Regions from separate parts of the Mus musculus genome. Here all the other regions are linked to region 1. The links are chromatin contacts, called in public promoter capture Hi-C maps. All regions are on one chromosome and are shown on one strand. Each heading gives the region's core, a stretch centred on a gene start, on an enhancer-like site or on the middle of the called end of the contact. The rest is flanking DNA. Distances are from core to core; before and after follow the strand shown.

Region 1 (3,269 bases), core at 685-3,184:
CGGTCAGAGCCTTAAGCAATGCTCTTTGCACTTTGCAAAAGACTGGGGTGCGTTAACTAAGAGAGTCAGGGTAGGACAAAAATCCCTAGGGCAACAAACAGAGGTGTTGCTATAAAGTCTTCACTTATCTGAAACTCCTGGGCCACTGGATTTTGGAATTCAAACATTTGGGAATTTTACACAAGTAATTTTAGGCGAATTCCTGGCATAGGACATTAAGCCATCTATACTCAAAACACATTAACAGCAAACACATCTATAGCAAAAGCCTTGATTTTTCACATTAAATATTCTCACTGAATAATTTCACTTTTAAAAATCCCTTGCCATGATTAGTGACACATTTAAGAAAGACTTTTATTTCAAAGGACTTTAGGTTTTGTAATTATAAAGATTGTAGAAAGATATTACATTAAACTGGGCATAGTGGTGCATACCTTTAGACCCAGGAAAGGCAGAGACAAGCTGATCTCTGAGTTCTAGGACAGCCGTAGTCTGTCTCAAGGAAAAAAAAAATCCCTGTCTCGGGGGTGAAAAGTACAACTCAATTCGAAGGGATCTGCTCTCAATTCAGGAACATGTAAACAATACATGTGGTAGGTAAGCCCCGACAATGACTCTTGGTCACCAAAATTATTGTTCAAGAGAAGCGGATTTAAAGTATACACATTTTTTTGCTTCAGAGCACATCCCTTCTTCAACGTAATTTTAGAAGCCATTTTTAAAAAATCAAAATATGTCACAAAACCACTTGATGCTAGGTGTATGCTGTCAGTAGCCAATGCCATCTTTTAAGGATGGTTTTTTTCTCCTCCCATCATACGACTCAAATCTAAAACAATCCTAATAAGATGCTCTAGATGGTAACCTAAGAACACACAAACACTTCAAAAGAAAAAAAGATCACTGCGTACATATACACTGATCCTTTTTTATCCAAGGCCCAGCAGAGACTAATCCCTCTCCTCCGAGGCCTCTCGGTTCCCGGAGCCTCTAACCTGCGTCTGGAACGCCTTTGAAAGCCCCAAGAAGTGGCCTGCAAATACCATTTGCAGTGCCAGCAGCCGCACTCCTCCCCACCGCAGCTCCGGCTCACACTTGTGGAATCTCTTCTCAGCGCTCTACTCGAGGCCGAGGAGCCCGCCCAGCACGCACAAGTCACCCCTCTTTTCCTGCACATGGAGGAGCCGAGCCCTCCTCTCACCGAGGCCCCCCCACCAAGTCCCGCTTTCCGGGGAGACTCGTCTACCCGAAAACCCTGCCCCCATCTCGCCTCGATCCCTTTCCCACCTAGAGTCGCCGGCTCCCCCATTTTGAGAAGGGGGTCCGTTCCACTTCTTCCTCCCCTTCCGGCGTCTCCCGTGGAAACCGAAAGGGTAACGGTCACTGAGAGCCGCCTTTTCCCGCGCGTGGCCGCAACCTTCTCCTTCAGGACTCTCTCTCACGCGCGTAGGCGCGCCGGCCAGCCGCGCGCGGCCGAGAAACCCCGCGCGCGGCCTGCGCAGCCCCGCGCCCCCCGCGGCCGAAGCACGCGCCCCCTCCCCTCAGCCCCGCCCTGCCCGCGCGCCGGGCCCGCGCTCTCGGCCCCCACGTTTGCCGCGCCGGCCTTCCAGCTCCAGGCTCCGTAGCTCCGGACGCCTGGCCTGGAGCCCCGGCCACCTTCCCTCCATTCTACTCGGCCGGGCCAGTAGCTCGCGTCTCTAGCACCACAGCTTCACCTTTTAAATTTTCCGCCATCTTTCTCCACAGCTAACAACATTCGGGCCTAACCGGCCTCGCGAGAAGAGAGCGCGCGCGGGCGTGGCCGGGGACGCGCAGTCGATTGGCCGCTCCTCGCCGCTCGCAGCTCCGGCTCGGACCAACCGCGGAGCTGTGCCTGGACTCCTCCCGTCACCAGGAGTGGTCTCGAGAGCCCGTGCTCGCTGCCTTTATTCAGAGTGCGCCTGCGCAGTAGCAAAGCTTGCCTTTGCTCCAGGACCCGCCCCTTGTCAGTCATATTGCTAGCCAATCGCGGCGTCAGCCAGTCATAAAGGGCTTGTTTTGTGCAACCCCAATTCTGCCAGTCATTTATTTTAACCTCGCGCAGGCATTCACTGCCAGGGTGGACCTAGAGCCATATATATAGGTGCTCAGCCAGTCACCTGATTGAAATAAATAATAAGTCGGTCGCCGCCATCAGATGTCCGTTTCCATCACTCGCTTCTTCATTCACACTCAGTCAATAGTAGCATCCATCTGTGCCCTGCAGCCGTCTGAGTTCATAGAAGCACAACCCTTGTCAGGCAGCCTGCTATTCCCTCAAACTGTCCCCATCACATTGTTAGCCAGGCAGCCCTTTCTCCATCTTCCTTGAAGGAGACGTCTCAAACTCCAATGGCCACCCATGTCCCGAAGTGGACTGGGATTAGGTCAGGACAAATTATTGTCAGCACCCATGTAAGAGCCACACCCAGCGACAAAGTGCTGGAGGAGGGAGACAGGAGCCCCAAGCTTGCTCTTAGAGGACAGAACCCATTCCTGTAAGCTGTCCTCTGTTCACACCTGCACTTTGGTAGGTGTATACACACATACCCCAAATAAATTTAATATTAAAAAAAATACAATGAGATCAATCAAGGATGATGCTTACCATTGACCTTTGACCTACATATGTGTCTGCATACACACATACACACACCCAATAAATGTAATAAGAATTAAAAAGAAAATGGATCACAATCAAGGGAGATGCCTGCTGTTGACCTCTAGCCTACATATGTGTATGCACACGTACACAGTCCACAGTAACACGCACATATACCAGAAGAGTTAGAAAGAGCCAGGATTTCGCAAAGTGCAATTATTACAGATTTACAGACGTATTCATATCTCTAGTGTCAACAAGACATGAGAAACCCTATACTGCACAGCAGGAGGACAGAGTTACGTGCTACACAAACTTCAATGTGGCCCATCAATTATTTTTCTAAATCCATTTCACTAAATATCAGCTTAAAGTAATTTGGGCATCAGTAGTTATCATGAAATGCTTCCCTGACTTATCTTTTTTTTTTTTTTAGATTTTCTTTTTTTTTCCTTTTTTTAAAAATTGGTTATTTTATGTATTTACATTTCAAATGTTAAACCTTTTCCCTATTTTCCCCCTGGAAACCTCCTATCCCATCCTCCATCCTCCCTGCTTCTATGAGGGTGCTCCCCTACCACCACCAAACCACTCCCGCCTCACCACCCTAGCATCCCCTTACTTGCTGGGGCATCGAGCTTCCACA
Region 2 (3,488 bases), core at 961-3,460, 500 kb before region 1:
CAGGTACAGGGGGGAAAGGAAGAACTAAGAGCGCCAACAGTGAAATGCGGACTTTGTTTTTAAACTAGCATCCCTAACATTTCCTCCCTGGCCTGGCTATTTACTAGCTGAGTGACTCTGAGCAAGCTCGAGCACCTCTCCGAGCCCCCCACCCCACCCCATTTCCCATGAACTAGGACTCAATATAGTGCCTACAGTCAACAGCACATTCAGCTGACCTCAAGAGGAGAATGTCCCTACCACTCTTAACAGAGATTAAGAAATGCTGCCCACCAGACCTTTTACAGCTACAATTATGCCTCAGTTACCTTCCCTACGGGTACTGCATCCAATTCAACCACACAATGGGAAAGCCATTCCTCTCTGACCAATGAGGAAACTGAGACAAGAGTACACAACAAAGCTGAGTTTGGGAAAGGATACATGGACTGTAGTGAGCATCTAAGCTTCGATGCTAATTACCAGCACTATGGCACTACTTGGAACTAGGCTCGATCCTGAGTGCTTCTGCTCATCCCGTGAGGTCTGTGCCATAACTTCCTGTTTTACAGATGAGGGTGTTTATCTACGGCACGATGCAGCTAAGAATTGGATACGGTCACACTAAAAAGTGGCAGGCTTAGGGTTTGAACCCAGGTAATCGAATGGCAGAATCTAAATGCTTCAAGGTCCATCCACGAAGAGCTAAACCTTTCACAGCCTAAGCCCTTACCACAACCAGCAGATCCCACAGCACCCTGCTCCATCATGCAGCTTCGAAGGGACAAAAGGGCAACCTCCCCTTCCCATTTCTCATAGGAGCAGGAAAATGTATGCATTTCATAGGGGCTCTAACTGACCCCGGGCATTAGGCCTAGCTGGAGCCCTTGACAAACGTATAGCCCTGGTAAAGACCTAGAAAAGCATTATATCAGTCAGTTTACAAGAGGTGTGCAAAAAAAAAAAAAAAGAAGAGCGATGTGACCTTCAAGTCCGCTTCTCATCTGTTTCCGCCTCTGCCAAGGCTAATGTTTTTATGTGAGAATAGAGCCTCGCTCCCTAAACTCCACTGGAGGCCTCAGACTACCAGAGGAACAGTTTTTAAAAAAAAGGATGCATAGACTTCAAAGCCAGAAATGGTTGAAACTAAAAAGCCAAGTACCACCACTTCCTCAACCAGTTTCTCTAACTCTGGCTTCCTGCTGTGGCAGATAGGAATCAGACTGACTCCCCACGCCGGGAGACCCTTAGTCCACACCTTCGCACGTCATGTTCTCTCCACTCCAGCACACTGGCTGACAGTCATACGAAACCCAGAACCACCTCAGGACTTTGCTGTCCCCACTATCTACATCTACCTCCCCTGTATGTGCATCACTGCTCCGTACCACTCTGGACTCAAGTTTAAATGCCACCTCCTCAGAAAGAGTCCTACCTGGTCCAAACTCTACCAACTCGCTCGTCCATAACTCTTCGTTATCACCGTCTGGGACTCTTCACAAGAGCTCACCCTCAACACGTCTGCAGCAGCCACTCCCTCCAGAGCCTTACAGTATTTTCCTCTCAGCACTAACCTTAGCCCTATTTATCTTATCTGCTTGTTTGCTTTTGCATTCTGTTTCCCAGAGGAGCCTTTGCGGGATGGTTGGGGACAGGGAAGGTGTCTGTCTTGTTCAGGGCCTTATAGTGGAACTCAATAAATGGATGATACCCCAGAATTTAAAACAGTGCCTAGCACATGTTTGGCCTGCACTACTCTTTGACCGAATGCACCCTCCTGCCTGTCCTGGAGAGCAGGCCTGGGGGAGGGGGAAGTGCTGGGATGGGAGGCTTCTACATCCAGCCCTGTGTTGGTGGAGGTGGCGCTGGCAGACATTACCTGCGCCTCACCGGCTTCATGCAGCTCTTCAGCTGCCTGGCCTCAGCCTCCACAGGACCCTGGCACTCAGGCTGTGGCTCCAGCTGCTGCAGCTGCTGCTGCTGGGGCAGCCCTTCGGCATCAGTGGGTGTGGGAGCGGGTGCGATCCGGAGCAGGACAGTGTAGTTGCGGCCATGGTTGTTGGCCCAGAAAGTGCCCTCGGGGGTCTCATAGCGCACCACGAAGTCGAGGCGCGCCCCATCGCTCGCGCCCTCAGCAAAGGGCAGCTGGAAGGCAAAGCGGTCAGTGCAGCCACCGTCGTCGGGTGAGGAGGCTGACATCTGGCCAGGGCCCAGGCCTAGCCCGGGATCCAGGAGGGGATCTCCTGCTCCTGTTCCTCCCACTCCTGCCCCAGGCGGGCTGCGTGGGACATAGCGGGCTGGGTGGTCGCAGAAGGTAGCCCAACCGTCGTGTGAGGCCCGCACGTGCACCGCCTTCTCGAAGGAGCGGTTCAGCACGCGCACCAACCCGCGCACCACTGGCGGGCGTCCCCCAGGCACCCACACCCCGGAACCCCCGGGAACCGCTCCAGGAGGCGGCAGCAGCGCCTCCAACTCCACCATCACGCGCCCCAACCGCTCCAGACGGCCCAGCGCGGGCGGCAACGAAAATGTGGGCACCAGGTAAAACCCCCCGCCAGCGGGAACGGGGCACGGCGGAGAGGGATCGGGAAAAGCCTCCTCTTCCTCCTCCCCTTCATCCCCATCCTCGCCATCGTCTTCCTCATCAGCCCCGCCACCGCCGCCATCTTGCCCGGTCGCCGCCGCCATCTTGCCCGCCCCGGGCCCGCCCCACGGCCGGTAGCGGCGTAGCTGCGCCAGAGGCAGCCCCAGGGCCTCGTCAGCGAACAGCACCCTCCGCGGGGCCACCGCCGCCTCAGCCGAGGCGCGGGGCTCTCCCGCAGCCGGCGACGGGGGCGCGGGATGCCGCAGCGGTGGCTCCACAGGGGCCGTGCGCGCCATATCGGCGGCGGCGGCGGCGGCACCGACGGCACCGGCGGTGGGACCGGCGGGGGCAGGGCCTGAAAAGGCGGGCAGCCAATGAGAAAGCCAGAACAGGGGGGTGGGGCTCCAGTGGAGCGTAGGCGGTGAGCTAGAGACAGGTACGGCCAACAGCCAATGGACAGCCACGCGGGAGTGACGTACAGGTGATTGACAAGCAGGAGAAGCTAGCAACCAATGAGGACGCCCGCGCGTGGGCGGGATGGAAGGCGGGATGATAACGGAATCAATGGAGAGGCCTGAGTAGGGTTAATGCGGGCCCGAAGATGTAGCAGCAGGAGTATGACAATTAGTGGGAAAGTCTGAGCACGAAGGGCATGGTAGGCGGCGGGAAGATGAAATGGCTACAAGCAATGGGGGCAACGGGGAGCGAACCCAGAGGTCCAAAAACTGGGAGATCCGCAGGTTGCGTAGGCGGTGAGACGTAAGACAGATAAAATGAACAGCCAATGGAGAACTGCACGCGAATGATGTAGAGACAGAATGACGATAATAGTTGCAATGAGCCAATGGAGGAGTCTAGTGAGCGCACACTATGGCTTCAAGAGGTGGTAACAAGGTAGATCTAGCCAATACAGAGACTGAACAGA
Region 3 (3,294 bases), core at 405-2,904, 350 kb before region 1:
ACCTCCTTTTTCCTATATGCAACGCCTGTCTGGCTTTCTCCTTGGTCCATTTCCCCTGCTCCTCCCTCCTCTATCTCTTGTCTTTGTCTCTTATTCCCTGCCCTCTGCCCCTCTGGGATAAATAAATCTTTTTTGCTGAGAACTTGGTCTTGGGTCCTGAGCTGATACTTCTCCTTTCATTAATAAAGCCTTCACCTCAATGAACAAAATACAAGGGTGACTGAGAATGGTTCCCAATGTCAACACTGGGCCCCCACATGTATACATACTCATGCATGTGTGCCTACACACACATGCAAAATGATACATACACACACATGCACCACATGTATACACACACACAGAGAAATGGAAACAGTCAAAGAAAGGGAGTGTTGGCTGTGATTATTGTTTAACACATTTGATAGGTAAGGAAGCCAGGGCTCAGTGGGATTCAGCAACTTGCCTGTGGATGCACAGCTAAAGAATGGTACAGTAGCCGGGAGGAGGGAATCTTCTAAGGATATGGGATATAGAATAGAATCATATAAAGGGATAACAGGGGAAACTACAACAGAAGGATTAAGTATGGAGGTCAGTATAGAGGAGGGACTATAGAAAGGAAGGGGTGATTAAGACTAAAGGTCTTTAGGCCAGGCTGTGGTGGCGCACACCTTTAATCCCAGCACTTGGGAGGCTGAGGCAGGTGGATTTCTGAGTTTGAGGCCAGCCTGGTCTACAGAGTGAGTTCCAGGACAGCCAGGGCTATACAGAGAAACCCTGTCTCGAAAAAAATAAAAAAAAACATAAAAATTAAAATAAGTAAAGACAGAAGCAGAGTGTTAACTATTATGGCTCTGATTATGGTAAATGCAAGGTAGTTCCCCATTCTTCTTTCCCTTTTATTGACTTTTTTTTGTAACTCAGGATGGCACAAACCCTCCGATCCTGTTTCAACAGCCAGTACTAACTCGTTTATTATTTCTCACAACTGTCGTGCATATTGCACTTATCTCAACACTCTAATATTTCCAGTGTGCAATTTGGGGCCTTTTGTGTTTCCATGTAAGCATTCTCTGTTTGTAGCTTTTGTTAAAAAAGACAGGACCTCATGTAGCCCAAGACAACCTCGACTGTCCCTCGCCAACTACTAGCACTACAGGTGTGTGAGCAATCACGCCCGGAGCACTCACATTTTACGGTAACAAAGGATCTTTTTGTAAAGAGCTAGGAATAGGGTGGGGAAAAGAAAGTAAAATTCCACTCTTATCTTTCCCCTACTCAAGCTGATCTCAACTTTCAAGATCTTTTATTCCAGCCAGGAGCACCCAGAGCCACAAGGTAAACAAACATTGATAGCCACTCTAGCCCAACTCGGAGAACTCGTTAGCCTGGGAGGTTTGCCCCTCTATCTCTCCGTGAGTTAACGAGTTCAATGCTTGGCCCGCTTCCGTTTGGGGGTGGGGGCAAGCCCTTTCCCGGGTTCCCTTAGACAGTCCTGCCTTTGGGCAGTCTTTTGTGCCTCCAGTCCCCTAATCCGCCCTCATTCTTTTTCCGGAACTTCCCTCGGAGGACTCTACTACTGCTCGGGATGCTCCACAGGTCCGCCAAGTGGGTGAGAAGAGCCCTGGCTGGAGTCTCTGCCCAGAATGAGTCACTTCCGTTCACAGACTCCCTCCTCCGGAAGTAAGACCTGATGTAAACAGCAGAGCTGGGCACCAAAGCCCGGGAGGTCAGAAATTTGTGCCGCAGGCGGCACCAACGGCTAGGGCAGGGGTCGGGGAGGGGTGATCAAGTCGGCAGAGGTGACGCGCATCTGGAGCAAGATCCAAGGGTTGGTCACGGTCATGGGTTGGGTGTTTCTACTAGAGGTCTTGACAGGTGATGGATGGCTGGGGATATGGGGGCTTGAGTCGGTGCTGTCTTGGAAAGGATCATGGCTTTTGGGAGAGGGTGAGGCGTTTCAATTAGGGTTCTTCGTTAGTGTGGGCATTTGGAGCATAGATTTAAAAAGGGCTCTTGGAAGCTAGTGCTCTCCAGAGTATGGCTCATGTAGAAGCAAGACCCAAGTTTTACGCGAGAAAAGTAGATTTGCGATCTTAGCTGATAGGTGTGCCTGAAGAGAGGTCTTGGAAGAGATGGGATTTGAAAAAAGGACGAGGTTTTTAGGGCAGGAATGTTTAGGGGAGGGAGTCAGAGCAGCAGCAGCAGCAGCATTGGTAGGTTGAGGTTTTCCTAGGCAGGATATGGGTTTTTTTTTTGGGAGGGGGTGGGGCTAGCGTGCCCTAGGGCAGAACCTTCAAGAGATAGCATGGAGACAAAAGGGACAAATTTTAGGGGGAGGGGACTCATGAGTAACATTGTGTAAGCTTAGGGGTCGTGGGTAGACAGTATAGGGAATGGAATGTGTCACATGTGAAGAATTTGGAATGTCAGAGTAATGCCTCGGGTGTGGGGTAGGGTGTGGATTGGTCTTTAGGACTTAAGTAGAGGGAGTGGAGGGGGTTCTCAGGCTTGCCTTTGCCTTGAGAGTTGGTCATATGAGAGAAGGGTTTGGGGAAAGTATGCTGCATGGGAGGATGTAAATGAGATACCCTGGAGGCGAATAAGCCTCCAGGTAAAGTTAGAAGGGCTTGAGGAGGGCAGTTCTGTGGGTGATGGGCCATTCACGGCAGTGAAGATGCAGGAAACCTTAGCTTTTTTTTTTTTTTTTTGTTTTTTTTTTTTTTTTTTTTGAAACCTTAGCTTTTGTTCCACTATTTATTGACAGGTGGAGTTGGGTGCCGGTGTGCAGATGAATAGCTTGTAGAGAGGTTTGAGGTCATATCAAACATTAGAGCTAAGAATGGCTGGGAGGGGGGAGGAGGTACCATGGGATATTCCCTACCCCATTACCCCATGCTTGGTGTTTGTGCCTGTTATGAGGCTTTTTGTCATTATGGGCCGGGATACGTTCTGCCTGTGGTCTTGGTTTAAACAGATACTCTGAGGTATCCTCCACTTGTTTTTGTTTTTTACAGTCTGGCAAAGAAAAGTATCAAAATGGGGAGGAAGCCAGGCGTGGTGGCATACGCCTATAATCCCATCCCTCAGGAAGTGGAGGCTGGAGGACTGCTGGGAATTGAAGGCCAGCCTGTGCTACATAGGGAGTACCAGGACAGCCAGGGATACATAGCAAGACCCTATCTCAAAACAAAATAGACCAAGTGGTGAGGAAGAAGAAATGATTTGGGGGACAGAAGTTGTAGGACTTCAGAGAGGACACTGGGGAACTCTTCACAATGCTGTCTTTTCTTGCGCCTAGGAAGGCCGTCC
Region 4 (3,762 bases), core at 420-2,919, 470 kb before region 1:
GAGCTAGTCAGAGCTTTATTTAGGAGAATGTAACCCAGTCAAGGTCTTCCTTCAGCCCTAATAAATAGGTAAATGGCCTACTATGTGACAGTGGAGTGAGATTTTGATGTCAAGCTTAGAAGGTGGCTGTTAACATTAGCCTGAGCACAAACCGAATCAGCTCATTTAATCCACACAAGCTCATTATATCATCTCCATTTCACAAATAAGGAGAAGGCATAGAACAGTTAGGGTCACACAGAAAGCGTGAACTGAACTAGGTAGGGTCTGAACTAGTCACACAGTTTGGCTACAGAGGCAGCAGCTTTAGCTATACAAAGGGACAGAGAAGAAGGCAAGTGTCAAAGAACTTGGCGACTTTGTGAAAAAGGAAGGAAGACAGTGTGCACACTGGGAGGAGGGCACTCACCATGCAGGCCTGGGCCAGACTCATGGCCAGGCGGAAGCGGGCAGACATGGCTGGTGGTAGCAAGTGACTGAGGCCAGAGCCCACATCAGGATTAATCACTCGAAGGCATCGGACCACAGCCTCTACGACCAGCTCAGTGGTGAAAGCTCGCAGAGTCTGCACTTCTGGAGGAACTGCCCTAAAAAGGAAAGCACCAGGCTTGAGTAGTTAGGAAACAAAGTACAGACTTCTAGAGAGGGAATGCTCTAGAATCCAGGTCGGGGCAGGGAACAACCAAGGCTTCAACAGATCCTGGGTGCTGGTGACTATGACCTTTACTTAGTCCTAAGACCTCGGTGAATGAGGGTGACCTGAATTCAGAAAAGTCTCAAACTCCCCTACACTTCAAAGTTTCCAACCTCTGGGATCTGCAAAAGTGAAAATGGTCCAAGTGGCACAGTCTCCATATTTCTGGGCACCAGGACATTGTTCTTTGCATGGCAAGGCCTCCTAGATCTACGAGGTTTGGGAAAGCTACATAGGAAGAGGCTGGAGTTTTCAGAAGTCTCAAATGTCAGGGTCAATAAATAGAAATAAAAAATCGGGCATCCTAAATTTTGGCATCAAGGACTTTTAGGTCCCTCAAATAGTGCATCCTTTGTGTTCCTGTGTTACCAAGTGCTGCTACTGTCAGAATGTAGGGCCCTGGTATTTTGATAAGTCCTGGGAGTTTCAGGAGTTATTGTTCGAAGATCAAGTTGCCAGTCTCAGGAATTCTGGAGACTCTGGGTGCCAGACTCCTGTGTTATCAGTTTCCTGGTGTGGGTGTCCTGGAACCTCTAGATATCAGGATCCCAGCATATGCAGGTCTCAGTTTGTAAGGTGTCTGAGTCCTCGAGGTTTTACCCAATGTCCACATCAAAGTATTTAGGAAAGTCATGATGTTAGAGTGTAAGCAGGGAGGAGGAGGAGAGGCTTCGGAATCCTGTAAGTTTGGGCCTTTGGGTGTCAAGGTCTTCATTTTAAGGTTCCCGGGTAATGGGGGTCCTAGGATTTGGAGTCCCGGATGTGAGCAATTGGAGGCGACTGGGGGTTGCGTACTTACGTGCCCGCCTGGCGCAAGGAATGGATGAGGATTCGGTCAGCCTCCTCCATGGTGGAGTTAATTCTAACTCCGGGGCTGGGTCTAGGACCAGATCAGAGAAATTGGAGCTCTCCGCGCTGCTCTCGGCGCGGCGAGGACAGAGAGTCACGTGCCGCGCGAGGAACATTGGGAAATGTAGTTCTAAGGAGTGAGCGTTGCGCAGGCAGCGGCGCTGGAGGCGGGGTGTGAATTACGTAATGGCTCCTGGAAGTTGTAGTTCTTTCACTTGTAGTCCCATGGTCTCCTCCAAGGGAAAAAAAAAGGAAATGGGCTGGGGAGTTGAGAGACAGGACAGAGAAAAATTTTCATTTATAAGACACGTTCATCTTCCAAGCTATAAAAGTTTATACGTGTACAAAATGACTGTTCCCCCGTGTCTTGCTAGCCTCATCTGTAAAGTGAGAATTTGGATAATACCTTCTTCCTAGGGTTAAGACATAATTGCTACGACTGGGGATGTGACTCAGGATAGCCTCACAACCTGAGTTCTCTCCCTGAGATCCACATGGTGGAAGGCAGGAAATGACTTGATAAGAGTCTGAATTCCACGTGTGCACTGTGACACATTTATGCTCGTGAGCACACACAAAAGGATCATAAATAGATTTTAAATAAATAAAACAAACGTCATTGCTCGAGTAAACCTACTTAACCACCAACCACAACAAACTGAGGTCGATCCTCCCTGGGACCCAAGAGACATAAAAAGAGAATGGACTCCTACAAAATGTCCTCTGACATCTACACATGTGCAGCAGTACCACTATCATGCACACAAAATAGATGGAAAAAGCAAAGAATTACTAGACCAGGCGTAGTGGTAAACATCTGTAATCTCAGCACCTGTCCCAAGTGTAGATTGGGCTACAGAAGGAGATCACCTCCTTATGAAACCATTCCTTATTGAACAGCCTCTTTTGTCTCTACTATCCAGTAGTGCTAACATTTGTCATAATCACACATACACATCACATACTTGACTCAGTTTCTGAACTAAGCTCTCTCTCTCTCTCTCTCTCTCTCTCTCTCTCTCTCTCTCTCTCTCTCTCTTTCTCCTCTCGTTGTGCTATCCTGTCTTGCTTTGGTTTGGTTTTCAGACAACAAAATCTTGCAATGTAGCCCAGGCTGGCCTCAAAATTGTAATAATAATATTTCTTTCTCCCAAGTGCTAGGATTAAAGGCTTGTACCACCGCCCCTGACTGTATTCTATTTTTAATTACTGTAGATTTACAATGAGTCTTGATATCATATATGGCAAGCCCTCCCATCTTGTTGTCTTGTTCTTTTTCAAAATGGATTTGGCTTTTTTGTTTTTTGGTTTTGGGGTTTTTTGTTGTTGGTGGTGGTGTTTTGGTATTTTGTTTTTGTTTTTGTTTTTATTTTTTGTCATTTGTCTCAAAGACTGTCAATTCCAAAGAAAACTATGCTGAGATTTTGTTTGGTATAGCTAATGCAGAATGCCAAGAAGATCACTTTGGGGAACTTTACAGCATCACTAAATGTTACATATTTCTCCATTTTATGTCCCTTTGATATTTACTATCTGACTTTTTTCCTAGAGATAAATATATATATATATTAGGTTTTTCCTATGTACCTCAAGTGTTATATGCTATTGGAAAATTATACCTTTTTTTTTTCGTATTTTGGTTTCTGCCTGCTTGGTGCAGATATCGATTTACTATACACTTAACCAGTGCCTTTCCCCTTGCCAATCTCAGACCTACAAATATCCCATTTGCTCCCCCTGTTCACCCTCCCAACTGACACCATTTTTCCCCGCCCCGTGACCTTAATCTCTCTAAGGCTGGGAGAGGAGAGGGAGGACTGTGTGCAGATGGTCCTTATATCTCCTGAGGAGGATGTCGGAATCTGAAGTCGGGAAAGGTGAGAGAAGCCATCCACCCCTGAAGACCCTTGAAGTGACCCTGGGCTCTGGTCCACCCTCATCCTCTCACCTACCAATTGCCCACCTGGATCCTACTCCCAGAGAGGTCTCTGGGGAACTAGAGTATCATCCCCCTCTTCCTGTCCTAGCCTCCCCTTAAAAGAGCTTCTTTGTCACCCAATCTCAATTGCACAACCTAGCCTATGTGTTATCCTCAATAGCCCCTAACCTTATGCATAGCCTTAGTTCCCAAATGAAACCCAGACTCAATCCTGACCCTAGCACTCACTCCAAATCCAGCCTCACACTAAACCTTAATCTAAACCCTGCTAACCAAAAGA
Region 5 (3,437 bases), core at 698-3,197, 420 kb before region 1:
GACCCCTTGTCAACTTGACACAAAAACACATCACTATTAAGCCTCAACCCTTACTTTCTGTTTTTGTTTGTTTGTTTGTTTGTTTGTTTTTGAGACAAGGTTTCTCTGTGTAGCCCTGGCTGTCCTGGAACTCACTTTGTAAACCAGACTGGCCTCGAACTCAGAAATCCGCCTGCCTCTGCCTCCCAAGTGCTGGGATTAAAGGCGTGCGCCACCACCACCACCTGGCCAACCCTTACTTTCTTATTCATCCCCCAAATCTAAATAACTTTAAAAGTCCCACGGTCTTTGCATATTAAAAGTTCAATCCCTTTAAAATGTTCAGTATCTTTTAAAATTAAAAGTCTCTTAACTGTGGGCTCCACTAAAATACTTCAAGAGGGAAAAATATCAGGGCACAGTCACAATCAAAAGCAAAAATCAATCTCCAACCATCCAATGTCTGGGATCCAACTCACAATCTTCTGGGCTCCTCCAAGGGCTTGGGTCACTTCTCCAGCCATGCCCTTTGTAGCACACACGTTGTCTTCTAGGCTCCAGATGCCTGGACTCCACTGCTGCTGCTGTCCTTAATGGTCATCTCATGGTACTGGCATCTCCAAACACTACTGTCTTCTGCTGTAACTAGGCTTCACCAACAGCCTCTCATAGGCTCTCTTCATGGTGCCAAGCCTCAACTCCTTTGCATGACCCCTTCTGTCCTGGGCCATCAGTTGCAACTGAGGCTGCACCTTCACCACTGGCCCCATGGCCTCTCTCAGTGCCGAGCCTCAGCTGCTCTGCGTGACCCCTTCATGCCTACAAAACCAGTGCCACCTGGGTGACTCTTACACATTACCAAGTCCAGCCACAGCACAAGGTACAACCTTGGCTATCTCTGGAACACAGCCTCTTTGTGCTCTCAGAAAACACTTCCCAGAAGATTTCACCTCAGTGATGCTGGTCTCTTCTTAATCACGGCTAATTTCTTAGCTCCAGCTAACCAGCATCAGTAGTCCCAGTAATGCAAAGTTTTCTCTTTGTTTTGTTTTTGTTTTGTTTTTTTCGAGACAGGGTTTCTCTGTATAGCCCTGGCTGTCCTGGACCTCACTTTGTAGAGCAGGCTGGCCTCGAACTCAGAGATCCACCTGCCTCTGCCTCCCAAGTGCTGGGATTAAAGGCGTGTGCCACCACTCCCGGCTTCAAAGTTTTCCCTTTAATAGTTCTGGTATCTTGTTAATCACAGCTGATTCTTCAGCCCCAACTAACTAAAACCACAGAATCTTCACAATCAAAACAGCAATGGCCCTGAAAAGAGTCTTTAATCTTCTCTGGAATTTCACAAGCCAGACCTCCATCTTCTGCACTGTTCTCAACATTATCTTCCAGCCTCCTACACAACATCCCACAGAGCTTTTAACACCGAATGGATCTTCTAGCTCAAAGTTCCAAAGTCCTTCCACAGTCCTCCCCCAAACATGGTCAGGTTGTCACAGGAATACCCCACTATGCTGGTACCAAAATGGAACAGATCTAGCAGGATGCTGAGCGCCACAGAACACCAGCTACCACTGAAGATGAAGTTGGGATGGTCCTTGTAACGCTCACCCCGGGAAAAGAGAACCTGGGAAGGGACCAAGAGGTGGCTTTGACCCCTGTCCCCCAAAGCTTTCAAGACCCTATTCTTAGAAACAAGCACTCTAGTGTAACACTCTCACCATGTCTCCACATCCAAACCGTTTGCTTCCGGCTTTCCAACACTAAAGGCCATGCGGCACCGAGGGATACTGAAGGCTCAGCCTTCTGACAGTCTGCTCCGGCTCTAGCCCTGGGATGAACGCCAATAATGGGCTTTCCAGCAAGGCACTCACCTTTAGATAGGGGACACCAGGGTGACTGAGACACTACACAGGCCGTGGGGCGGGCCCTAGAAAGCGTGCTCCTCCCACTAAGTCAAGTTTACGGAACAGAGCTGCCAGGCCCGACGCGCCGTGGCAGCCGACTCCATTCGTCGGAACCAGCCGTGCTTGAATCTGTCTGGGCGCGCCATGTTCGCGCGTGGGTCCCGGAGGCGCCGCTCTGGGCGTGCGGTGAGCAGGGCTCAGGACAGTGGTGGGGGTCAGGGGTAAACTAAGATCCAGGCGAGGGGGGCAGGGCACCGGGACAGAGGGGAGGCACCCTAAGGGAGGATCTGGGAACTCCCTTCCCCAGCTTTCCCAGACTGGGGCACAGAGACTGAAGTAGAATCCTGGATGCAAAAACGTGTAGATATGGTGGCTCAAGCCCCTAACACGCCTCATACTTTTATCACTGTTGCAATCTGGGGATGCCCCCCTTATCTGTGAATTAATCTGAAAGGTGAAAAGAATAGGGGCTTGAGATTTGAGGTTGAGCAAGAGTGGGGTATCCTGAGTGTCTGATTAAGGGACCTCATACATTGAAGGACTGTAGAGTGAAAGTGGGGGTCCTTCATCCCTGGGTACCAAGAGTCAATGAACTAAGATTTAGGATCAGAAGAATTTCAGGTTTCCATCGGAGTCTGGAAGCTGACCTCCTAGATAGGATGGTGTCTCTCTTGTTTTGAAAGATCTTTAACCAAGAAAGGTGGAATCTGGACCAAAAAAGAGAGTAGTCCTAAACTATGACGGGTAAAGAGAAAGATTTCTTGGGCTAGGGCTTTCTGAATGGAGCAGGGATGGCCTGCGGTCCTCAGGTAGGAGAGATGGAGCCAGGGTTTGGGGGAGGGGCGGGAGAACTTCTGAGGGAATGGCATTGCCCAGAGTCCATGAGGGATCCCAGGGAAAGGAGAGGTTCTCAGACGCCTGCCCTGTGGGACTGGAGTGCTGCTGGAGCCCTGGATATTGAAGGGAGACTTGGGAGGGAATGCCCAGACTAGGGTCTCTGCTCTAGTAGGTAGAGGACTCTCTCTCTGACAGACCTGTCTGAGAACTAAAGAGGGACAGACCAGCCCAGACAGAAGAATTCCCTGGAAAGGGAATACAGGAAAGTAGTCTCAGCTGCCCTGCCTCTGATTTGAATGCTTCCTCCTCCCCCGCGCTCCAGGCGCGGTCTCAGCCTGCCCAGCGCTGCCCCCAGTAAGACAGGCCCCAGCCTGCGGTTGTGAGCCTGGGAGTGGAGTAGCAGGCGTTGACTTCTTCCTCCCTCCTCCCACACCTTATTTCTTCTTGCATCTGCTCCCACCCACCACAGCCTCCAGAGGCAGAGGACCCTGCCCGCGGCCAGCCTTGCAATTCCTGCAGGGAACAGTGCCCAGGCTTCCTGCTGCATGGCTGGAGGTAAGTGACCCTAGCCTTTGTCAGAGATCCGCCCCATTGCTTGAGCTCCGCCCACAGAGAGCTCAGTTGGGAAAGAAGCCTCAAAGTTCTTTCCAGGGCCCCGCCCCTGACTCATTCCCAAGAGACCTGTTCCCAGAAGAGTTCCACAGCCCTGAACCCCAA
Region 6 (3,754 bases), core at 817-3,316, 310 kb before region 1:
CCAGTTTCAGGGTACCCAGTGCCCTCTTCTGACCTCCGCAGGCTCTTACATGCATGTGGTACACATACATACAGGCAGGCACACACACACATACCCTAGAAAAATAGATGGATACATAAATATTAAAAAAAAAATACGGACTGGAGAGGTGGCTCGGCAGTTAAGGGCACTGATTGCTCTTCCAGAGGTCCTGAGTTCAAATCCCAGCAACCACATGGTGGCTCACAACCATCTGTAATGGGACCCGATGCCTTCTTCTCAGGTATCTGAAGACAGCTGCAGTGTACTCATATAAATAAAATAAATAAATAAATCTTAAAAAAAATAGTAGCCTGGAGTAGTGTTGGGGGTGGATGGCCTTCAATCCCTTCTCTGGGGGTTGGGGGTTTAGAAGAGGGGAGATTTCTGAGAAATCAAGGCCAATGTGGTTTTCTGTAGTGAGTTCCAGGCCAGCGGGAACTACAAAAGTAGCTCCTGTCTTGAAGCCTTCAAAAGTAACTTAAAACTATAACCTTTCTTCTGTAAAGGGTCCCCATTGTGAGGTGGTCATGTCTGTGCAGAAATGTGCATATTTACAAAGCCAAGGGAGTGAGATTAGCTCTAGTGCAAGCCCAGTGAGCATCCTTGCTTTTATTTATTTATTTATTTATTTATTTATTTATTTATTTATTTATTTATTCTATGTAAGTACACCATAGCTGTCTTCAGACACCCCAGAAGAGGGAGTCAGATCTCACTACGGATGGTTGTAAGCCACCATGTGGTTGCTGGGATTTGAACTCAGGACCTTCGGAAGAGCAGTCGGGTGCTCTTACCCGCTGAGCCATCTCATCAGCCTGCATCCTTGCTTTTTCTTCCAGGAGTACTCGTATCTCAGACCATTCTGCAACTCACTGTGTAGCTAAGGATGATCTGGACCAACAAATTCTCTGCTGTTCATGTCCCTCCTCCTGTGATGACAGAGTTGTCCCACCATACTCCCACACCCGCTGTCATAAATTTTCTCCTGCTCCAACTGATGGTCTCAGGATGCTGGGAAGTAGGATGGGAGAAGTGGTGGGCTCTGGTGTTTTATGAACTACGTGTACCTGTTGGTGTCAGTGGAACTTCTGTGTCTGCGTCACCCTGCATTTATCTGCCGCACACAGGCTCCTCCTAAATGATTGATCAAGCAAACAAGTGAGCAAATCGATTAAGGTTGGGAAATTTCTTGTATGCAAAACAGCTTGCCTGCCTTTTTCCTTATTTATATATCTCTTATCCTCATAACTTTGCCAACACAGTTTATGGCCCCATTTGCCAGGGCAGGAACGTGGAGGCGCAGAGTGGAGCAGGTCTTCTGCATTATTCAAATAGTTCATTTTGATTATAGAAGTCATTCTCTGGAAACCAGATCTAATTACCATCCGTCCACTCATTCATCCATCTGTCAAAAGCTTCATTGACCGTCTATTGCGTAGTACAACGATCATAGTACAACAAATACTTTAGATAACAACAAAAAAGGCTGAGCTCTTTCTGGAAGACCAGCTCCGTGGCTGGACTGTGGGTACCAAAAGGGCAGGGTTTCAGCACCACCTTTAAGGAATGTCGGTGCCTCACTCAAAGTGGCTTGAGAAGACATGGGTACCAAGAAGTTGGGGTGCGGGCTGGGAAGATCCAGGGCTAAGAGCCGGCATGGTTCCGCTAAAAAAAAAAAAAAAAAAAAAAAAAAACCTTGGCATGGAGACTTTCCACGCAGGTGCAGAAAACCCAAGACTCAGCTTAATATCTTGCTGGGGATGGGGATTGGGGCTGGGGGGCATGAGGATGGTGTGGATAATTTGAGGGAGGGGGTGTGGCTCAGGAAGCTACGTAAAAATGAAGGCGTGGCTCAACCAAATCACTCCTCTCCTATTTGCTTCCGCCTCCCGGGGCGTGGCCTAAAGGCCCTTTTCCGAAGGGCGGGCCGAAGCCGGTGTTCCCTACCGCTCGAAGTCGTGGCTTAGGGCGGGCTCTCCAATCTCCCGGCTGCAACTGGCTGCCTTGCTCAGGAGGTATGGCCCAACCAGACTTCCATCCCCAGTGTGGTCACTTCCTGTGGAGTTTCCCCAGCCCAAGGAGGAGGGGGAAGAGGACGAGAGGGAGGCGAGCGGTCGTTCGGGGTTAGGTTGGGGGGTGTCGGTCCGTTCAGGGCGGGTGATGACTCACGGCCCATCCCATCTTCCCGACGCCGCCCGCCCACGCAGTGCTAGCTCCATGGCTTAACGGAGGAGGCAGCGGCAAACAGGGGGAGGGGGACTCTTATTTTGTTAGGGGGACCGGGCCAAGGCCCGACCGGCCTGGCAGGGCTCGCCCGGAGCCGGGCGTCATGTCTCATGCAGCCGAGCCAGCTCGGGACGCCGTAGAGGCCAGCGCGGAGGGCCCTCGAGCCGTGTTCCTGCTATTGGAAGAGCGCAGGCCAGCTGAGTCGGCCCAGCTGCTCAGGTGCGGGGCCACCTCTGGGGCCGGGAGTGACAACTGAGGTTCCCCGGGGACTCATCTCAGGACACGGGGGGTCCTCGACTGGGGTTGGAGACTCTTGGCCTAGGCTTGAAGGACGTCGGAGTGCCCATCTTGGGTGGGCGCCTCAGAAATCTGGTACTGATCTGCTTGGATAGACGCTTACAGGAGTAGTGGGAGTGCGTGAGGAGGGCAGAGTCATATTTGGGGGGGTGTCTTTGCTGGGTCTAGCGGGGCAGATCGTGGAGTATACAGAAACTGGTTTGCTGTAGTTGAACTTGGAAACTGATTAAAAGCTGAATTGGGGATTGTTGACTCGGTCGCGGAGGGATGAATGTGAGGGCATACATACTGTCAGGTGAGGCACTGATTTTAAGGAAATCCTGGGGTTTCCCCCCTCCCCCTTTTAGTGTGTGTGGGGGGAAAATTCAGGGAGGCAGAGGTGTTATTTGGGGCACCTAGTGATTCCCAGTAGCCGGTGCTGTGTTTTTGGGAATAGCACGAGTCTAAAGGAGTTAGGGGGAGGTCTCCGATCTGCCGGGAGTGTGTGTGAATAATTGAGCGAAGCAACTTGCTGGGCCCAATCGGTTCACTGTTGCTACCCCGCTCAGCTGGCGTCTGTACAGAAAGGCCGAGATAGTGGAAACCCCTCTTGTCTTATCCAATGGGTGATAAAATGTGATGCGGCAGGGCACACTGGAAAGATACAGTTCACTTTTTAGGCGTGGGGGGTTGGGGGGAGGCCTAGAGCCTTATATGGAAGCCCAGAGGAGGGTCTTGTTTCTGTTGCCACTCGCCCTAGCCTTGCAGCCAAGCCGGCCCTGCCCACTCCCTACCCACACACCCCCTCTTCCTTTTATTTCGCCCTCCCAGCCGGTCTCTCAGTTCCCGGGTGTAATCTTGAATCAGTCTCTAGAGCTGGAGTGAGTACCGATTGCACCATTCCCGTCTGGGTGGGTCCTCAGTCTCTCCTTTTCGGCTCCTCTCACCTCCATCAGCCTTGCTTTGAAGCTCCAGGCCTTCCTTGTCCATAGCCCTGCCCTCTCCAGCCCCCACCTTTTTCAACTTAACGTGCAGTGGTGTGTGTGAGTATGGGAGGGGGGCTGCCTCCTCTCTGCCTGGGATTGTGCTGAACTCAGCTACTCTCGGAGCTTCCTCTTCCCGACTTCCTGGGTGGCTTTAGAGCCCCATCTGCGCAAGGAGAGGAAGGAAGACCATCGCTGGGGAGGGGAAAGACTTTGTACTGAGCGGAGTCACAAGCTTAGTGGATTCT
Region 7 (3,747 bases), core at 944-3,443, 440 kb before region 1:
AACAGAATAGAGGGAAAGAGACTGGAGATGCTAAAATTAGCAGAAACGATGGTTACCTTAGCAGGGAAGGTAAAGGGGGAAAACAGTGAGAAGTCAATGGCTTCCAAAATAGTAAAATGAACCCTATTCTAAGTGCACTGTAGTTGATTATCTGTGGGGGGCAGGGGAGGTAAAGGCAGGGTTTCTCTGTGTGTAGCCTTGGCTGTTCTGGAACTCACTCTGTAGACTGGGCTGGCCTCAAACTCACAGAGATCCACCTGCTTCTGCCTCCTGAGTGCTGGAATCAAAGGCGTGTGCCACCATCACCTGGCAATTATCTTTTTTTAACCAGCACAATCATACACATAATATTTTAAAACATTTTACATGTCCAAAATCAAACAGGAGTAAATATTAGAAATGAGATTCAAACAACCGAGAGCTAAAACGCAAACAATTGGGAAGTATCTATTATATACTTGTGTTTTGTAAATAAATATGGGAGCCAGGCATGGTGGCACATGCCTTTAATCCTAGCATTTTGGAGGCAAAGGCAGGCAGATCTCTATAAGTTCGTGGCCAGCCTGATCTATACAGAGTGAATTCCAGGACAGCCAGGGCTACAGAGAGAAACCCTGTCTCAGAAAAATAAAATAAAATAAAATAAAATAAAATAAAATAAAATAAAATAAAAGGTACAGGGGCTAGGGAGATATCTCAGAAGGTAAAAGTGATGGCCAAGCCTGAAGACCTGAGATAGATCCACAGGACCAATGTGGTGGAGAGAACTGACTCCCAAAAGCTGTCTTCTGACTTCGACTTGTGCACCCACACATACACACAGTAAATAATTAAATGTTAAGAAAAGTATAAAAGCCAGAGCTAGCCGGGCAGTGGTGGCGCACACCTTTAGTCCCAGCACTTGGAGGCAGAAGCAGGCAGATCTCTATGAGTCCGAGATCTACAGAGTGAATTCCAGGACATCCAAGGCTACTGAGACAAACCCTGTCTCAGAGAAAAAAAAAAGCCAGAGCTCACATGATGCAGAGATAACATGCCAGCACCTGGGCAGGGGAGGAAAAAGGATAAGCTGAGGATAAGGTCATCCTCAGCTGCCTGGGAAAGGCATGGCCAGCCTCAGGCTAAGTGAAATCCTATCTCAAATATACAGCCGGGCAATGGTGGCCCACGCCTTTAGTCCCAGCACTTGGGAGGCAGAGGCAGGCGGATTTCTGAGTTCGAGGCCAGCCTGGGCTACCAAGTAAGTTCCAGGACAGCCAGGGATACACAGAAAAAAACCGGCCTCAAAAAAAAAAAAGAAAGAAACAAACAAACAAACAAATAAATGGTATCCAGTCAAATGTTTCCAAATTCAAGCAACAGAAGGGTATAAAATGGTGATTTTAATCTCAACTATATTTTTTCCCTTGCATTTTGTAACATGGCAATCATCACTGAGGGTGCTGGGCCTAGTTTTAGTATCATGAAAGAAGGTAAGTAGTCTGTTAAGAGACAGCAGAACCCACACAGTGAGATGAGAGAACCTATCTGGCAGGTAGTCCTCTCCTCACACTTATACAGGATTGCCCCTCCCCTTCCCTCCGTCCCTCTCTCTATGCTAAATAAATGTATTGTTAAAAGAAAGGGAGCTATCACACAATAAATACATGGATTTTTAAAAGAGGGCCAAGGAATAAACAGAAGGTAAACTATATAGTCGGCTATAATTTGACCAAGAAGAAGAGAAAAAAAATGAGATGGTTAGAGTTTGGATGTGCTTAAAATGCAGGTTTTCCAAAAGGAACCCTCTAGACCTTGAACTGTCTTTAAACTGTGGAGACGTTTAAACTGCAAGGACTCTGAACACTGCCATTACCTAGCTGTGTGACCTTGTGCAAGTCACTTAATCTCTCTGGAGACTCATTTTCCTCATCTGTAAAAACAGGACTAATAGTCACTGCTACATAGGGATTAAATGAGAGAACACACTTAACAAACAGGACTCAGGTTGGCAAAATGTCATCCGGTAGAACTGAGCGGTCCTCTTACCACCCCCCTCCCCCAGAGCTACCTGTTTTCTAAAAGGACCCTTCGCTCAGAGACCCAGAGTCTCTAGCCTCCCGAATGGAATGGCCGCAGGCGAGTTGGGGCGGGCGAGGAGTATGGGGCGGGGGGGAGCCATGGTGCGCAGGCGCTTGCTCAAAAGATAGGCAGGGTGCAAGGGGCGTGGCTGCCGCCGACTGGGCTGTTCCGACGATCGCGCACCGCCCCCGCCGCTCCCCGCGCCCGCCCTTGCTACCAGGCACCTTCCGCCCCCCGCATTGCTGATGCTGCTGCTGGCAGACATGGACGTGGTGAATCAGGTACGCGCTCCAGCACCGTGGACAGAGCCCGGCGCTTGCAGAAATCTGGGTGGCTTTGGCCCTCGAACCCTGAGAGGTGGTGGCGAGGGGAGCAGAGATACGGTCGCTGGAGCTGGGGCTGGGGCTGGGGCTGGGGCTAGGGGTCTGCAGCAGGCAAGGGGAAAGGGGGAGGTGGAGAAAAGGAGTGCGCTCTTTGCCGCAGCGAAGGCTGTCCTCACTGCCGCAGAGGGGGCCTCCAGATGCCCCAAAAGAACTGTCGACCTGGAGGGGGAAAAGAGAGATTCGGGTCTAGGAAGAGGGCAAAGGGGTAGAGAAGGGGAGGGGATAATGAAAAATGACTCGGGGGGCTGCAGATGAGCTAGGAAATAGAGCGACAGAAGGTGTGGGGGCGGGGTGGGGGAGGGTTGGCACCCGCCCCTCCCAAAAAGAATGCACCCCGGTAGATGACGACCCTTTCACCCCCGGAGCAGATCTAGAGGAGGACGATCCAATTTTGCCTCTCCAAAAAACCCCAGACTCCTCGTTCTCAGCGCATGTCCAGTAAACCCATGCCCCCAGCTCTTTCCCACCTTAAGAGATCACCTCCGCCATCTCCCTCTTCTTCGTCACCTCAAAATCGGCTTTCTCCCTAACCGGTAGCGACCCCTCCCCATCCCCATCTCCTCAGACACAACCATCGTCATCTGACTCACCTTTACCACTGCAGACCTCTCCCCTCTGCTGTTGTGACTCACCTTCAGCACTTGGTGCCCCCTCCCCCACTCTAATGAACCCCATCTTCTTCCACTCAACCTTTTCTCCAATCTGACTCACCTTTAAGCAGTTCAGACCTTCCTTCGCTAACTAGTCTGGACCCCCATCTATTTTCTACACCCAACCTCCTCTGCCATGTGACTCATCACCTCACACTTCACCACTCCTGAGCCCTGGGGGTGGGGGGCTGCTGAGACCCTGATGTTTACTCCGTCCCCAAAGTGTCGTTTTTCTCCTCCTCACTCCCTCTCCATATGTCACCCACTCCCGGAGGGTCACATGTCCTATCCCCAGGGATCATTGCTTGGCAGCCTGGCCCCTCACTTCCATCCCTATTTCCCACACCCCTTCCCCTCCCCACTGTTTTTCTCCTCAGCTGGTGGCTGGGGGTCAGTTCCGGGTGGTCAAGGAGCCCCTTGGCTTCGTGAAGGTGCTGCAGTGGGTGAGTGTGGTCCGGGCTATAGGTGGGGGAAGTACAGGGGGAGATGGTGGTGGTGATGGGCTCCAGCAAAACAGAGGGGTGAGGCAGGAGGCGTCCTACTGAACTGGTGGGTGGAACGACAGGGGTGGAAGGAGATGAGGGAATTGGGCTCCAGAGTAAGGTCCCAGGGATTTAAGGACAGGGAACAGAAGGCTATGACGTCACATAAGG

Evidence for each region. Promoter capture Hi-C pulls out the DNA fragments that hold promoters and counts their contacts. Capture Hi-C pulls out chosen DNA fragments and counts their contacts.
Region 2: a contact with region 1 is called in a promoter capture Hi-C map of erythroid cells, with 18 times the contacts expected there. The contact joins the promoter of Flicr here to the promoter of Suv39h1 in region 1. A contact is called at or near these places in 6 of 39 promoter capture datasets (embryonic stem cells, erythroid cells, liver and 2 more), 1 of 484 Hi-C or Micro-C datasets (embryonic stem cells) and 2 of 9 other capture datasets (adipose tissue and liver).
Region 3: a promoter capture Hi-C map of fetal liver shows a contact between it and region 1, with 4 times the contacts expected there. The contact joins the promoter of Wdr45 here to the promoter of Suv39h1 in region 1. A contact is called at or near these places in 15 of 39 promoter capture datasets (the 3T3-L1 cell line, 3T3-L1-derived adipocytes, the C10 cell line and 10 more), 4 of 484 Hi-C or Micro-C datasets (CD4 T cells, CD8 T cells, embryonic stem cells and 1 more), 4 of 115 datasets of contacts at active chromatin or transcription factors (effector CD8 T cells, embryonic forebrain, embryonic stem cells and 1 more) and 4 of 9 other capture datasets (adipose tissue, embryonic stem cells, liver and 1 more).
Region 4: a contact with region 1 is called in a promoter capture Hi-C map of erythroid cells, with 15 times the contacts expected there. The contact joins the promoter of Ccdc22 here to the promoter of Suv39h1 in region 1. A contact is called at or near these places in 6 of 39 promoter capture datasets (cranial neural crest, erythroid cells, frontonasal cranial neural crest and 2 more) and 1 of 9 other capture datasets (pancreatic islet).
Region 5: a promoter capture Hi-C map of liver shows a contact between it and region 1, with 3 times the contacts expected there. The contact joins the promoter of Prickle3 here to the promoter of Suv39h1 in region 1. A contact is called at or near these places in 5 of 39 promoter capture datasets (the C10 cell line, cranial neural crest, liver and 2 more) and 2 of 9 other capture datasets (adipose tissue and pancreatic islet).
Region 6: a promoter capture Hi-C map of pre-B cells shows a contact between it and region 1. The contact joins the promoter of Tfe3 here to the promoter of Suv39h1 in region 1. A contact is called at or near these places in 23 of 39 promoter capture datasets (the 3T3-L1 cell line, 3T3-L1-derived adipocytes, the C10 cell line and 17 more), 2 of 484 Hi-C or Micro-C datasets (embryonic stem cells and uterus), 3 of 115 datasets of contacts at active chromatin or transcription factors (effector CD8 T cells, embryonic stem cells and extraembryonic endoderm stem cells) and 2 of 9 other capture datasets (adipose tissue and liver).
Region 7: a promoter capture Hi-C map of adipose tissue shows a contact between it and region 1. The contact joins the promoter of Syp here to the promoter of Suv39h1 in region 1. A contact is called at or near these places in 2 of 39 promoter capture datasets (liver and neural stem cells) and 2 of 9 other capture datasets (adipose tissue and pancreatic islet).

What each region holds. Positions count from the first base shown.
Region 1 is chrX:8,072,826-8,076,094 of GRCm38.p6, forward strand. It overlaps Suv39h1 (suppressor of variegation 3-9 1), which reads right to left and starts at 1,935. Exons shown (of 6, transcript NM_011514.2): 1 at 1,719-1,935. The coding sequence starts at 1,737.
Region 2 is chrX:7,571,390-7,574,877 of GRCm38.p6, forward strand. It overlaps Flicr (Foxp3 regulating long intergenic noncoding RNA), which reads left to right and starts at 2,211. Exons shown (of 3, transcript NR_029473.1): 1 at 2,211-2,520. It overlaps Ppp1r3f (protein phosphatase 1, regulatory subunit 3F), which reads right to left and starts at 2,892. Exons shown (of 4, transcript NM_138605.3): 1 at 1,859-2,892. The coding sequence starts at 2,859.
Region 3 is chrX:7,720,566-7,723,859 of GRCm38.p6, forward strand. Wdr45 (WD repeat domain 45) reads left to right here and starts at 1,655. Exons shown (of 11, transcript NM_001290792.1): 1 at 1,655-1,813; 2 at 3,284-3,294.
Region 4 is chrX:7,603,751-7,607,512 of GRCm38.p6, forward strand. It overlaps Ccdc22 (coiled-coil domain containing 22), which reads right to left and starts at 1,670. Exons shown (of 17, transcript NM_138603.3): 1 at 1,494-1,670; 2 at 410-587. The coding sequence starts at 1,543. Cacna1f (calcium channel, voltage-dependent, alpha 1F subunit) reads left to right here and starts at 3,353. Exons shown (of 48, transcript NM_019582.2): 1 at 3,353-3,420. The coding sequence starts at 3,396.
Region 5 is chrX:7,655,432-7,658,868 of GRCm38.p6, forward strand. Prickle3 (prickle planar cell polarity protein 3) reads left to right here and starts at 1,948. Exons shown (of 9, transcript NM_001290624.1): 1 at 1,948-2,069; 2 at 3,190-3,275. The coding sequence starts at 2,028.
Region 6 is chrX:7,760,595-7,764,348 of GRCm38.p6, forward strand. Tfe3 (transcription factor E3) reads left to right here and starts at 2,067. Exons shown (of 10, transcript NM_172472.3): 1 at 2,067-2,466. The coding sequence starts at 2,351.
Region 7 is chrX:7,636,387-7,640,133 of GRCm38.p6, forward strand. Syp (synaptophysin) reads left to right here and starts at 2,194. Exons shown (of 7, transcript NM_009305.2): 1 at 2,194-2,342; 2 at 3,472-3,537. The coding sequence starts at 2,307.